2 separate regions of the Mus musculus genome follow, and region 1 is linked to region 2. The links are chromatin contacts, called in public Hi-C maps. All regions are on one chromosome and are shown on one strand. Each heading gives the region's core, a stretch centred on a gene start, on an enhancer-like site or on the middle of the called end of the contact. The rest is flanking DNA. Distances are from core to core; before and after follow the strand shown. Region 1 overlaps Marchf4 (membrane associated ring-CH-type finger 4). Region 2 overlaps Xrcc5 (X-ray repair complementing defective repair in Chinese hamster cells 5).

Region 1 (5,578 bases), core at 2,175-4,674, 92 kb before region 2:
AGGGAGCTGGCAGCTTTGGGTCCCCTCAGCAGGACTGGCTGGCTGCAATTAATGTCTCTTCTAGAGCCTGATTAGCTAAGGGGAGGCCAGACTACGGCTTCTACCCCCAAGCCCACATTTAAATTGGGAAATGGGAGGTTTCCTATCTTGTTGCCTATATTCAGAGTCCTTGGTTAGTCCAAATGTGTTAACCCTTCATCTCTCTCTCTTAGTAGTGGAGTTAGAGCATAGAACTAAGATATCATCCCTCAACTGGATGTTCCCGGGAGTAAAAGAGAAGAGACTTCTTGACTCTTCCTTTTACTATCTCCAATGCGGATTAGTAGGCTGAGCTGGGTGCCCATGAACTCCCAGATAGAGCTGAGGAAGCAACAGAAGCCATGGACAATGGTTAGTGTTATAGAGCTCTGAGTGTAGAGGATGATTCACTTGACAAAAGACAGAGAGTTCAAATGAGGGGAAATGAGGAGAGAAGGAAATTAATAAAAATAGAACGTATTGTGTGGTACACATTGTACATCTGGTTGAGCAAGGAAGTGCTGTAAAGCCGCACTCACGCAGATGATGGGACTCAGGCTCAAGTGAAGGAAATTGTCCCAGACCAGCTAGCTAACGTGGTAGAGTGATTGTCTCAATGGCCTCCCCATTGTCACTTCCTTTGGCAATGACCATTTCCATCAGGTCTAGAGGAGCTGCATGCCTTGCCTTGGGCAATGGAGCCTTGATAATGTGCATGCAAGCAGAGGGTTAAAGCGTTTGAGGACTGAAGTGCCCTCTCTTGCTAGTGGGACTCCTGTTGTCATGCCAACAAGCTGGGCAGTGTCACTAGATGATATGAGACACCTGGATCAGAATTGGGTCATCCCATCCTGGATTAGCCAGTACTTAGCTAATTCATACATCCAGTCAAGATCAGCCAAATCATATCAGGCGAACCATTCGCCTGTGAAGTTGTAAGTGGTTGTTTAAGGTTTTTGTTGGAGGGCGCATACTCAGAAGAATAGTTAGTGGCTAGGGTTGACGGACGGAGCTAGTGGATGGCAGAATGTGGATGCTGTCCATTTATCATGAAAAAAAGAAAAGGCTGAAGACACAGATTTCATTAGGATACCCTTTTTAGTCACAGGCTTGCAGTCACACAAGGCTTTTATTGGGAGATGGTAATGTCTCTAAATCTGGGCAATTGTGAGCTATCCCCTGGCTGGCAGGTCTTGTATGTTCCAAGTGCTTCAATCCTGAGCGCTTACTCTGGTTGTTGCCATCTCAGAATCTGGGTAGAGCAAAGATTCTTGACAGGAGTCCTCAAATCATCCCCATCCCCATCAGTCCTTCCGAGCAGGCAAAACCCTCACCTGAGATCCTGCAGGTTTCCCCTGACTAAGTACACCTCGGTCCTTTCATAGCTGAAAGACCCTCCTCTCCTAGACGTCCTTCAGTTGCATTGCTCATTGCCAGCGTATTACAACTGAAGTCTGCGTCTTCCCAGAGAAAGATTCAAAGACATTTCCTGGGGCTTCTTTCTTGAGTCATGGCTCTGATGCCCTCAACAGATAGCTCCAAGAATGTGAAGAAGGGGAGGGACCTTGAGTATGGAAAAATAGCAGCAAATGCTAACTCTGGTGTTAGCAAGCAGCAGTATCATTTTTTTTTTTTTGAAGACTATCATGGCAACCTGTGTCCATAGCCTTAAAAGTTCCCATGCCCTTTGAAGGAGTGGCTCTATTCCTTCTAAGGACACCTGGACATGATTTGTGATATCAGGAAACCACTGGGGGAATTCTTATAGAACATCTCCCTGGATTGGAGGCAGGGGGGGGCATGGGGGGAGAGGGGGCACTTATGTGGGAAGGGGGCTGTAATTAGAGGAAACTTTAATTTCTAATCAATCATTAGTTCTAAGATATGGCTTTCCTCTCCCACCCCAGCCTCTGAGCAGGTGTATTGACATGGTAGGAAGACTTGTCTTAAAAAAACCTAAAGACCAGCAAAGCTCTACAAAGAGTGGCTGAAATGTGAAATGATCAATGATGTGAGAATGGGATCTAAATATAGGACTTTTCAGCATAGATGGATGACGACTGGGGGTGAAGGCAGGGGGATGAACCAAGTGTTGAACAATTATAAAGACTAAGAACAAGAGGAACATGGCTCGCCAAGTCCCAGACAGGACTGACTGAGAACACTGAGTCACAAGTGCTTGCAGAATGGCCTGGTCATCTGACAGAGACTGAAAGCAAACAAAAGGAAGCTAGACTTTCTTTATCAGCCCCTAATTAAGGGAAACATGCGTGTAAGATCATGCTGGGACTCTGGGTGGGTTTGGAATGTGTGTCACCATGTGAGAATGTCTCTTGGGCTGGGGTTGGCTTGCATTTTCAACATGAGGACCGAATGGTGGTGTCCACCCAAGGCTGCTGAATGTTCATGAATGGACACTGTCCTCTGCCCTCAGACGGAAACGCGCTGGTCTGTATATATCCCCCACACCTCCACACCCCTACATCTTCACCCTGGTCCTCTGCCACCTGGTCCCCATACAGGTTTCTATGCCTGAGTTCAAAGAGGACATTGGGAAGTGGTGCTGGTGAGAAAGATAGGTTCTCTTGGGTTCCTTCCATTTGTTGGGATTGGGGGCAGTCTAACCAGAGACTAGAGTAGGGAAAGAATATCTTTAAGACACTCCCTGCAGGGCAGTGGTGGCACACACCTTTAATCCCAGCACTTGGGAGGCAGAGGCAGGTGCATTTCTGAGTTTGAGCTCAGCCTGGTCTACAGAGTGAGTTCCAGGGCAGCAAGGACTACACAGAGAAACCCTGTCTCGAAAAACCAAAAACCAAAAACCAAAAAAAAACCCCAAGACACTCCCCACCCTCCACCCCATTCCAAAAGAAAGAGAGAGAGAGAGAGAGAGAGAGAGAGAGAGAGGGAGAGGGAGAGGGAGAGGGAGAGGGAGAGGGAGAGGGAGAGGGAGAGGGAAGGAGATGGGCAGGGGGAGAGGGAGGGGGAGAGGGAGGAAGGGAGGGGGAGGGGGAGGGAGAGAGAGAGAGAGAGAGCCAGAAGGTAAGGACTATAGAATTCTTTGAAACAGAAAATAAAATTGCCAAGATAACAGCAGCCACAGTGACTTGGAGCCGCTTACTTTGGAGCCCGCAGCCTGGAGTCTATTCACACGCCAGAGTCATTCAAATTCGCTTAGCATGCTTTCTGCTGACAAGGAGCGGCAGCCAAGATTTCAGGAATAGTATGCTTTCCCGAGAGGCGTGAAAAGAACCGAGCTGGGTTTGCAGCAGACTCTGGCATGGGCAAGGTCCTGCAGGGAAGTGGGGCCTTGTCTTGGGAGCATGGAACCTGAACAGGGCTCAGAAAGAGGAAGGAATCTCTTCTGTGCCATGGGATCCTCCTAAGGGCTTTAGGTTGATCTGTGTAAGTCTGCCGTTCAACCTGTGGGTCATGACACCCCTGAGAGTCACGGGTCAGATATCCCACATATCAGATGTTTACATTATGATTCATAAAAGTAGCAAACTTGCAGTTATGAAGTAACAACCAAATACTTTTATGGCTGAAGGTCAGCACAACGTGAGGAACTGTGTTAAAGGGCTGCAGTGTTAGGGGAGTTGAGAACCACAGCTCTAAGTGAAGCACAATGACTGTGAGGTTGATTTGAGGAGGAAGTCAGATCCACAGGAGGAACCGACAAACAATACACAGGCTTACTGTAATCCCTTTTAAAGGCAGGCAAGAGAGATTACAAGCAAGAGTCTTTCCTTCTCTGAGTCCTCCTCTGTTGCTAAACTCTTTTTCTTAATTATAATTATTAATACATATTAGTTATACACACTAGCGAGTTTCACTACAATTTTCATGCATTGATATAGTATGCTTTTTGACCATGGTCACTCCCATCTCCTTCCTATTCTTTCTGTCTTTCTTTTCTTCTTCTTTTTTCTTTCTGGTCTTTAGGCCCCGTCCTCCCTACCTCACTATCCTCTAGTGTTCCCATGCACACATAAGGCCGCAGCTGTACCCAAAACAGGAGAGGGAAAGACTGATGCCTGCAAACACCCGTAACTCAATACCAACCCCCACCCACTGTCACAGAAGGTAGAATTCACGAATGTGGAAAAGCAGGCTTGGGGAGGAGGGTCGTGGAGGCAGGAGGATGCATAAGGATCTGGGGCACTGGTTTTCTTTGTCCCTCCCCCCAACGTGCCAGGGCAGATATCAAACACCTGGAAACCCAAAGCTTTCCTGCAGGTATCACCGAACCCTATATTCCTGGCTCACAGCATCTTCAGACCCGTGGCTTTCAGGACAGCAAAGTACATTACTTGGTGAAGCGACAATAGTTATAGTGCTCTCATTTGCAGAGCTGGCACCTCCCTCCTCCTGTTAGGGTGTGAAGTTACGGTAAAGGTAGGTAGGTATACATGGAAGGGCATGGTATAGTGCCATCACAGACACTCCCTGTGTGCTCCATAGGGCTCTAAGCATTTCTCATATCTTACCCCATTTTAATCCTTCTGAGAAACCTCTCTGGTCCTACTTTAACCTCTAAGGAAACTTGCCTAAGGTCATGCATAATGGAGCCAGGGTCCTCAGCAACGATGTCGTATCACCTCATGCACATATTAGAACCATGCTTGGCCCCTAGCACATATTCAAAGGCATGGACTATAGACTAGCAAGAGAGGCAACAACAGGCCAGGGGGTGGTGGCATACACATTCAATCCCAGCACTCCAGGGGCAGAAGCAGGTGGATCTCTATGAGTTCAAGGCCTACAGAATGAGTCCAGAACAGCCAGGGCTACACAGAAGAAACTGTCTTGAAACACAAACACACACACACACACACACATACACACACACACACACACACACACACACACACACACACAGAGAGAGAGAGAGAGACAGACAGACAGACAGACAGACAGACACAAAGAGACAGGGACAGGGACAGAGAGACAGTCAGAGAGACAGAGACAGAGAGACAGAGGACAGAGTGAGAGAGGACAGAGTGGAAGGAGAGAAGGAGAGAGAGGGGAGAGAAGGGGAGGGGGAGAGGGAGAGAGGAGAGGGAGAGGGAGAGAGGAGAGAGGAGGAGAGAGATGGGAGCTTGGAGCAACTTGCCCAATATCTTTCACCCAGCAAATGGGAGAATTGGTATTTGAACCCAGAATTCAAAGCCTGTGACAAGAATTGGCAGACAATGAGTCCTCAATAAGTTTTCACTCTCAGTGCCTATTTTTATCTTTGTGTACATAAAAGTCTCAAAGCAATGTAGGAGGCAGAAGGTTTGTTAATGAGTATCTGGTCCAACACGTTACAAAGTAGGTCTTAGCCAATTTTGCTTTAAGTGGGTCTTGGTGGAGTTGGAGTCTTTGGGTTACAGCCAGCATGGAGATACTAAATAAGACTCCCAAGGGATTCTGATGCAGCCTCAACTCTCAGAAACAGTGGATTCAGGTAGAGAACATTTAAACGCATAGTCACCAGCCAGACAGCGGGCAAGCTGGGACTGCACTGGGGAAAGGTCTTGCTCCTGTGCTTTGTAGGACGATCCTATGTACCTAG
Region 2 (6,143 bases), core at 62-2,561:
TCCAATAAGTAAAAAACTCAATTAAAACCTCACCCTCTAAGCTCCACAAGTTCCATCTCAGCCCGTTTTTTTCATGCTTAACGATTTTCTCATTAAATGCAGTAATTTCTTACAAATTGCACTAATAAAAGTAAGTCCTGCTGGGTGTTCCCTCCCTTTTTAAATGCTGTCTTTTCATTGATGTGTTAAATTAAAACCGCAGGCGCAGGGAGCAGAGTAAATGCAAGTCTTTATTGTCAGATTCTATTCCTAAGGACTATGAGAGCTCTCTTGTTTTATTTTTGTTTTTATTTGTGTTAACTGTGAGTCCTACTTCTGTAGCTACAAGAAAGGAAGATATTGAAGGCCTCTCGACCTTAGTTTACCCTGTAGTGTGAGCTAAGAAGAAACTAGAAAAGTAACATCCAGTGAGGTGAGGTTGTAGGCTGTGAACCCAAGCACATGATACAAAGCATAACAACATATCATTCTAAAATCTGGATGGATAGTATTCCTCATCTGAAACAGTTGGTTTTAAGACCAGATCTCCTCCAGGGCCGATGGCAATTTTTAAATTCCATGGTCAATGGAAGAACTCCATAGCATATTATGATTTTGTTGGTTTTTTTTTTCATTAAAAACACATATGTTAAACATTAAAAGCCCACTGAACATTTCTCAGAAAGCATAAAGATCATCAATTAACACAAGAAATATAGCAACATAGCAGTGTAATACAGAACAAAGATTATTCTCTCTCTGAAATGATTCATCCTCTCCAGCTCCAGAAAAAAAGAAATACATTTGAAGAGAGAGGGAGAGAAAAAAAAAAAAAACCTACACCAAGCTACCATAAGCAAGCAAGCAAAGGAAGACATTCTGTTAAATACGCAAGCGATGTCTTTTGGCTCATTTATGTAAACTGTACGACAGATGGTTATGTACAGTATATGCCATACTCCTAAAAGAATGCACTGGGCTCATTGAGAGTCAGGAAGGGAAGAGAAAGATGGCTTCCACAAGTTCCTAAGGTCCCAGAACTCTTACACTTGGCAAAAGTTACTAAGTAAAAGAGATACAGGGAAATTAAGAGCCTTACCACCATGGTCTGCTCCTATTCCAGATGGACAGTAAGAAGAAAGCAAGTGCAAGGTGACAGTGCTTTGCAGTAACTGTCTGGAGTCTACCTGAGTAGGTGTTGATGTCATCCACTGCTGCAGGGATGACATCAGGGATAAAGCAGAAGGAACCAAGTAGCCATAGTAACAGCATAGCTTAGAGGAGACAGTCTGGAACAGGGGACCAGTCTGGCAATGGGATCCAATTAAAACTTGGTAATTGAATGAAATTGAAATTCATGTATCAGCTGACACTCCAGAGTGAGTGATGAGTCAGCCTCCACACAGGCAGCCAGCAATGAAAGGTGCTTCTGTGCACACCAGAGCAGAGGCAGCACACTGTTTACACAGCACATCAAGAATCTGCGTCACTCTTGAAATATCACTACCAGGCATTTCAGAAAACCATATTCTACATAAATCCTCTAGAACTCCACTAACACCCTTTGTTAATCCAGCTCCTTTCCTTAAGAACTCCTCAGATCGTCTCCTTTTTCTCTCATTTACATTATTTTCTATTGCTTAATGAAGAACATTTAATATCTAGAGTTCAAAATACAGAAAAGCTATATTTCTCTAGGTGGTAGTTAATCTTCTTTGCCAACTCTCCTGGACTTGGGATCACCTAGGAAACATATCTCTGTTGTATCTTTGAGGGAATTTCCAGAGTTTAACTGAGAGAAAACCCACCTTCAATGTGAGTAGTTGTGGTGGTTTGAACAGGAATAGCCCCACAGACTCATATGCTTGGTCACTAGGGAGTGGCACTATTAGGAAGTCTGGCCTTGTTGGAGTAGGTGTGGCCTTGTTAGAGGAAGAGTGTCACTGCGTGTGTGCTTTGAGGTTTCCAATGCTCAAACCAAGCCCAGTATCTCTTTCTCTTCCTGCTGCCTGGGGATCAAGATGTAGAACTCTTAGCTACCACTCCAGCACCTTGTCTGCCTACCTGCCACATGTTTCCCACCATGATGATAACGAACTAAGGCTCTGAACCTGTAGACCACCCCCAATGAAATATTTTCCTCTATAAGAGTTGCTGTAGTGAGTGTGTGTCTCTTCCTTCACAGAAACGGAACATTGACTAAGACATAAGTGACAACTCATGGACTGGGTCCCAGACTGAAAATAAGAGAAAACAAGCAGAGAACCAGCATTCATGTCTCTCTGACTCATGGCTGTGGCTGCAGTGTGAGCAGCTACCTCACATCCTGCTGCCATGTTTTCCCTACTACTAAGGACAGTCTCCCTACAAACTGTGAGCCAAAATAAAGAATTTCTTCTGCAAGATGCTGTTGTCAAGAATTGTGCCATTGCAGTGAGAAAAGTAACTAATATGTTCTGTTTCTTCTTTCTTAGGTTTAGAATTTGGAAACTGATTGAAATAATCAAAGAAAAAATTCTGGTGCAACTCAAAAATTCAAATTTTTGTTCCTTCCAAGCTCTCATCTGTTAGAGTTAACAACACGAACAAAGTAGCTCACTATGAGCTGGCGGGGTGCAGGCATCAGAGGAAAACATTTTAGTCATTTTGTCTCACTGGTGATGGACTCACTAACTACATTACCAAGATAACAAATTACATATACTATAAGAAAACAATAACTAGACATTACTACCTATAGGCTCTGAAAGCAAAGGCATTTTCAGAGTACGTCTGGGAAAGAGAAAAGATAATGGGTTTTTGTTTTTCAGATAGAAAAGCATGAGCAAGCATAGACAGAAAAGAAAGCTCCCGTCTGGAAGGGATCACTGGGAATACGGTTTGAGTATAGGTTTCGCAGAAGAGACCATGAGAATAATGTGAATGTGTCAGAGCATGGCAGTAAGTCTTAGATGGTGGACTGATTTCAAAGACATGGTGCATGATTAAAAAGGGCTGACCTGCATACTCTAAGCTAAATCTATACAAACTCATGGGCTAGACTGAAGATAAGAACTTTATGGATAACTAACATAGGATGCTGGATCTGACCAGTGGTGAAAGAATGAAAGCTTGGGATAGCACAGCAGTACTTAGGATGGAAAGATCTGAGAGAATGAATTTAGAAATGAAGGGCACTTAAAAGTGACTCGGAAGTGGTCTAAAACAGTCAGACAGTGAAGGGACAAAAATAACAAAAACATATTTGGGAAAGGTGCCGCCAACACCATAAACATTAGAAAGTGTTCAGGGTACTTTGGGGGATCTCTTACCCAACCTTTATGACCTACCTTTGGACACTTCCTCAGCCACTGCTCACCTGTCTTCCCTCTACTACATAACATCTTCCCTGCACACCTTCCCTGCTGAAGGATCACATCCAGTCTCATGGCTCTATGGATCGGTTCTGTGGTCAATTCCCCCGGAAGTAATTAAGTCCAGATTTGATAACCAACATCACATGACACTCCGCTCTCATCCATGGCAATTCCTTCTAGATGCTCGAGGCAAAAATACTGGGAGTCACCCTTCTTCCTCCCAGACCTGATCAGCAAAACTGCCAACTGTACACTCAAACCCCATCAAGACTTCTTCTCACTAATCCTTGCTTCCCCCACCCCACCCCCACCACCTCCCCTCCACGCACCATGACGATTTAACCCAGTATTCAATCACCTGCCTCCATCATGTCTACCTCTTTCACAGAGGCATAAGTCATAGGTCAATCAGATCCGCTCCGGCTCATCACCCTTCAGTGGTTTCCTGAAGATCCAGATCTCTGGGATACCTGTCCAGCTACTGCTCTAACCCCTCTCCTTCTGTCCTCCAGGGACCGCACTGGCTTTCCTGAAGAGCAGCCGTGCATGGTCTGCTTTAGAGGAGCATGTTGTTCCTGCCTGCAAACATAATGAGCACTCACTGGACTCTTCCTTCCACAACAGTGAGGTCTCCGACCCTTTGCACAGTAGCACAGAATCCCTTACTACAGAAGGCCCAGTCCTATCATTCTGTATAATCTCCCTTTATAATACTGTAATCAGCTGGATAGATTTCTCCCAAAATTCATGTCCAATTTAGAACCTGACAATGTGACCTTACTTGGAAATAAGACCCTTGGAGACATAATTAAGATGAGGTCACTAAGCAACAGCAAATTTAGACACAAATACATATGATGAATTCCATGTTAGAAGGAAGCAGAGGCTACAGTAATATATCATAAGCCAAGAGCACCAAGCATAGCCAGGTATCACCAAAAGTTACACAGAGCCACTAAACAGATTCCCCTTGAGTCCTCAAAAGAAACAAAGTTTGCCAAGCATGGAGTTCAGGCTTCCAATCTCCAGAATGGTGACAGCAATCTTCATTGTTTTTTCTTTTCTTTTTTTTTTTTAATTGAGCAATACATTATTAACAGCATCCAAGAATACATCTACAACTCCTGTACCTAAGACTCAGGGATCATTCCTGAAGAGGGGGCAGAAAGATTGTAAGAGCCAGAGGAACAGGAAGTTGGCTGTGAGATTATGTCTCCTAAAAATGTCAGATAAGCTATAGAAGAAGCAATCTTCCCCAGGGAAAAATATGCAACTAGTTATCCAACACCAAATGATCAGCCCTAAAAACATACGTAGGAGTATCAGTATACAGTCCAAACAGGTTGTATTTATATACATACATGCACTCCCAACAACAATTAAGGAAAAAGCGGCCATGAATTTGAAGCATTCTCTGATGCTTTAAGTCAATTTGTCTAACTCCGCTCCAGGAGCACTAGGAAACTACTAGGTACAAATCACTATGGAGCACACACAGTATTTTGTTTGCTATCTATGTCTTGCCATTATAACTGGCTCACAGACAACATTCAACAAACCTTTGCTAAGTCCATGAACAAATGATACAAGTCTCACTGGTCTGATCTTCTAAAACCTCTTGGAATGAAGGTGCTTTCTTGGAGTTCCTTTAATTTAAAATAACATACTGTATATTTGCTATTCACTTAAGGAAACAGAGAGTCTCCAACTCCTTTTAATTTTACAGAAATGGAAACAGTTTCAATGATGTTTAATGGATTAAGAAAATCCACAAAGAATGAGCTATGTAAGAAACTATATACAACACAGGGGTTGAGACATGTCCAGTATGATCGTAATTATATGTAGACACACTGCCTTTGTTTCTTTTCCTGTTGCTGTGATAAATTACCCTGGCAAAAGCAATTTGAGAGGGAAAAGGTTTATTTTGCTCACAATTCAGGTTACAATTCTTCAGTGTGGAAGTCAAGGCTACAAGAACTTGAAACAGTGAGTCACACTACACATCCATGCTCAAGGGCAGAAAGCAATGAAGTAATGAATGTATTTTTGTCTTTAGCTAGATTTCTCTCCACTAACACAGTCCAGAATGGAATGATGTCACCCACAGTGGGCAAGTCTTCCCACCTAGTTAACACAATCAACATAATCCCCCATAGACACACCAACCACCCTAGTCTAGACAGTCTCTTGTCGAGGTTCCTTTCACAACAAAGTCGAGACTGTCTTACAACTATCTAGAACTCCAAACCAGGGAGCCCACACCTTCTTATGACCTTCTCCCTCAGGTACCAGGCACACTTGCTGTAATGCAGCCTACATTATCCTGTATGTATTTTCTAACTCACATGCAGACAAAATACTTACACAAATAAAAGTCATTTCAAAAATGTTTAACATATCATACTACCTCATTAATATGTTCAATTTTTATTTTAAGCATCAATTCAAAAATAACTTTAAAAATAATTTTATTAATTTTTTGTTGTCGTTTCTGTCTATTGGGGGAGTGTGAGTGTGTGTGTGTGTGTGTGTGTGTGTGTGTGTGTGTGTAAGCTTTTGCCTCCTATATGTATGTGCACCTTGTGCCTTCCTCATACCTAAAAAAGTCAGAAGACAGGGTAGGACACTCTGGAACTACAGCTACAGGTGGTTCTGAACCACCTCCAATCCCTCAAAAATCCATTTTAGGGTGCTAGAAAAATGACTCAATGGTTAAGAGCACTGGCTACTCTTCCAGATGACCCAGGTTCAACTCCCAGCACCCATATGGCAGCTCACAACTGTCTAAAACTCCAGCTCCAGGAT

Evidence for each region. Hi-C and Micro-C count contacts between places; a contact is called where the count stands out from the background.
Region 1: a Hi-C map of cortical neurons shows a contact between it and region 2. The contact joins two enhancer-like sites. A contact is called at or near these places in 4 of 484 Hi-C or Micro-C datasets (cerebellar granule neurons, cortical neurons, nephron progenitors and 1 more) and 2 of 115 datasets of contacts at active chromatin or transcription factors (embryonic stem cells and pancreatic cancer cells).

What each region holds. Positions count from the first base shown.
Region 1 is chr1:72,463,052-72,468,629 of GRCm38.p6, reverse strand. The region is part of intron 1 of Marchf4 (membrane associated ring-CH-type finger 4); the gene reads left to right. Among named protein-coding and RNA genes, the nearest start is that of Gm39661, 53 kb to the right of the region's middle. Within about 2 kb of position 3,424, at least 49 of the 459 cell types and tissues checked have an H3K27ac peak or open chromatin away from gene starts, as enhancers often do. A contact at or near this core is called in cortical neurons and pancreatic cancer cells, where this site is marked.
Region 2 is chr1:72,367,874-72,374,016 of GRCm38.p6, reverse strand. The region is part of intron 16 of Xrcc5 (X-ray repair complementing defective repair in Chinese hamster cells 5); the gene reads right to left. Among named protein-coding and RNA genes, the nearest start is that of Gm39661, 42 kb to the left of the region's middle. Within about 2 kb of position 1,311, at least 59 of the 459 cell types and tissues checked have an H3K27ac peak or open chromatin away from gene starts, as enhancers often do. A contact at or near this core is called in cortical neurons and pancreatic cancer cells, where this site is marked.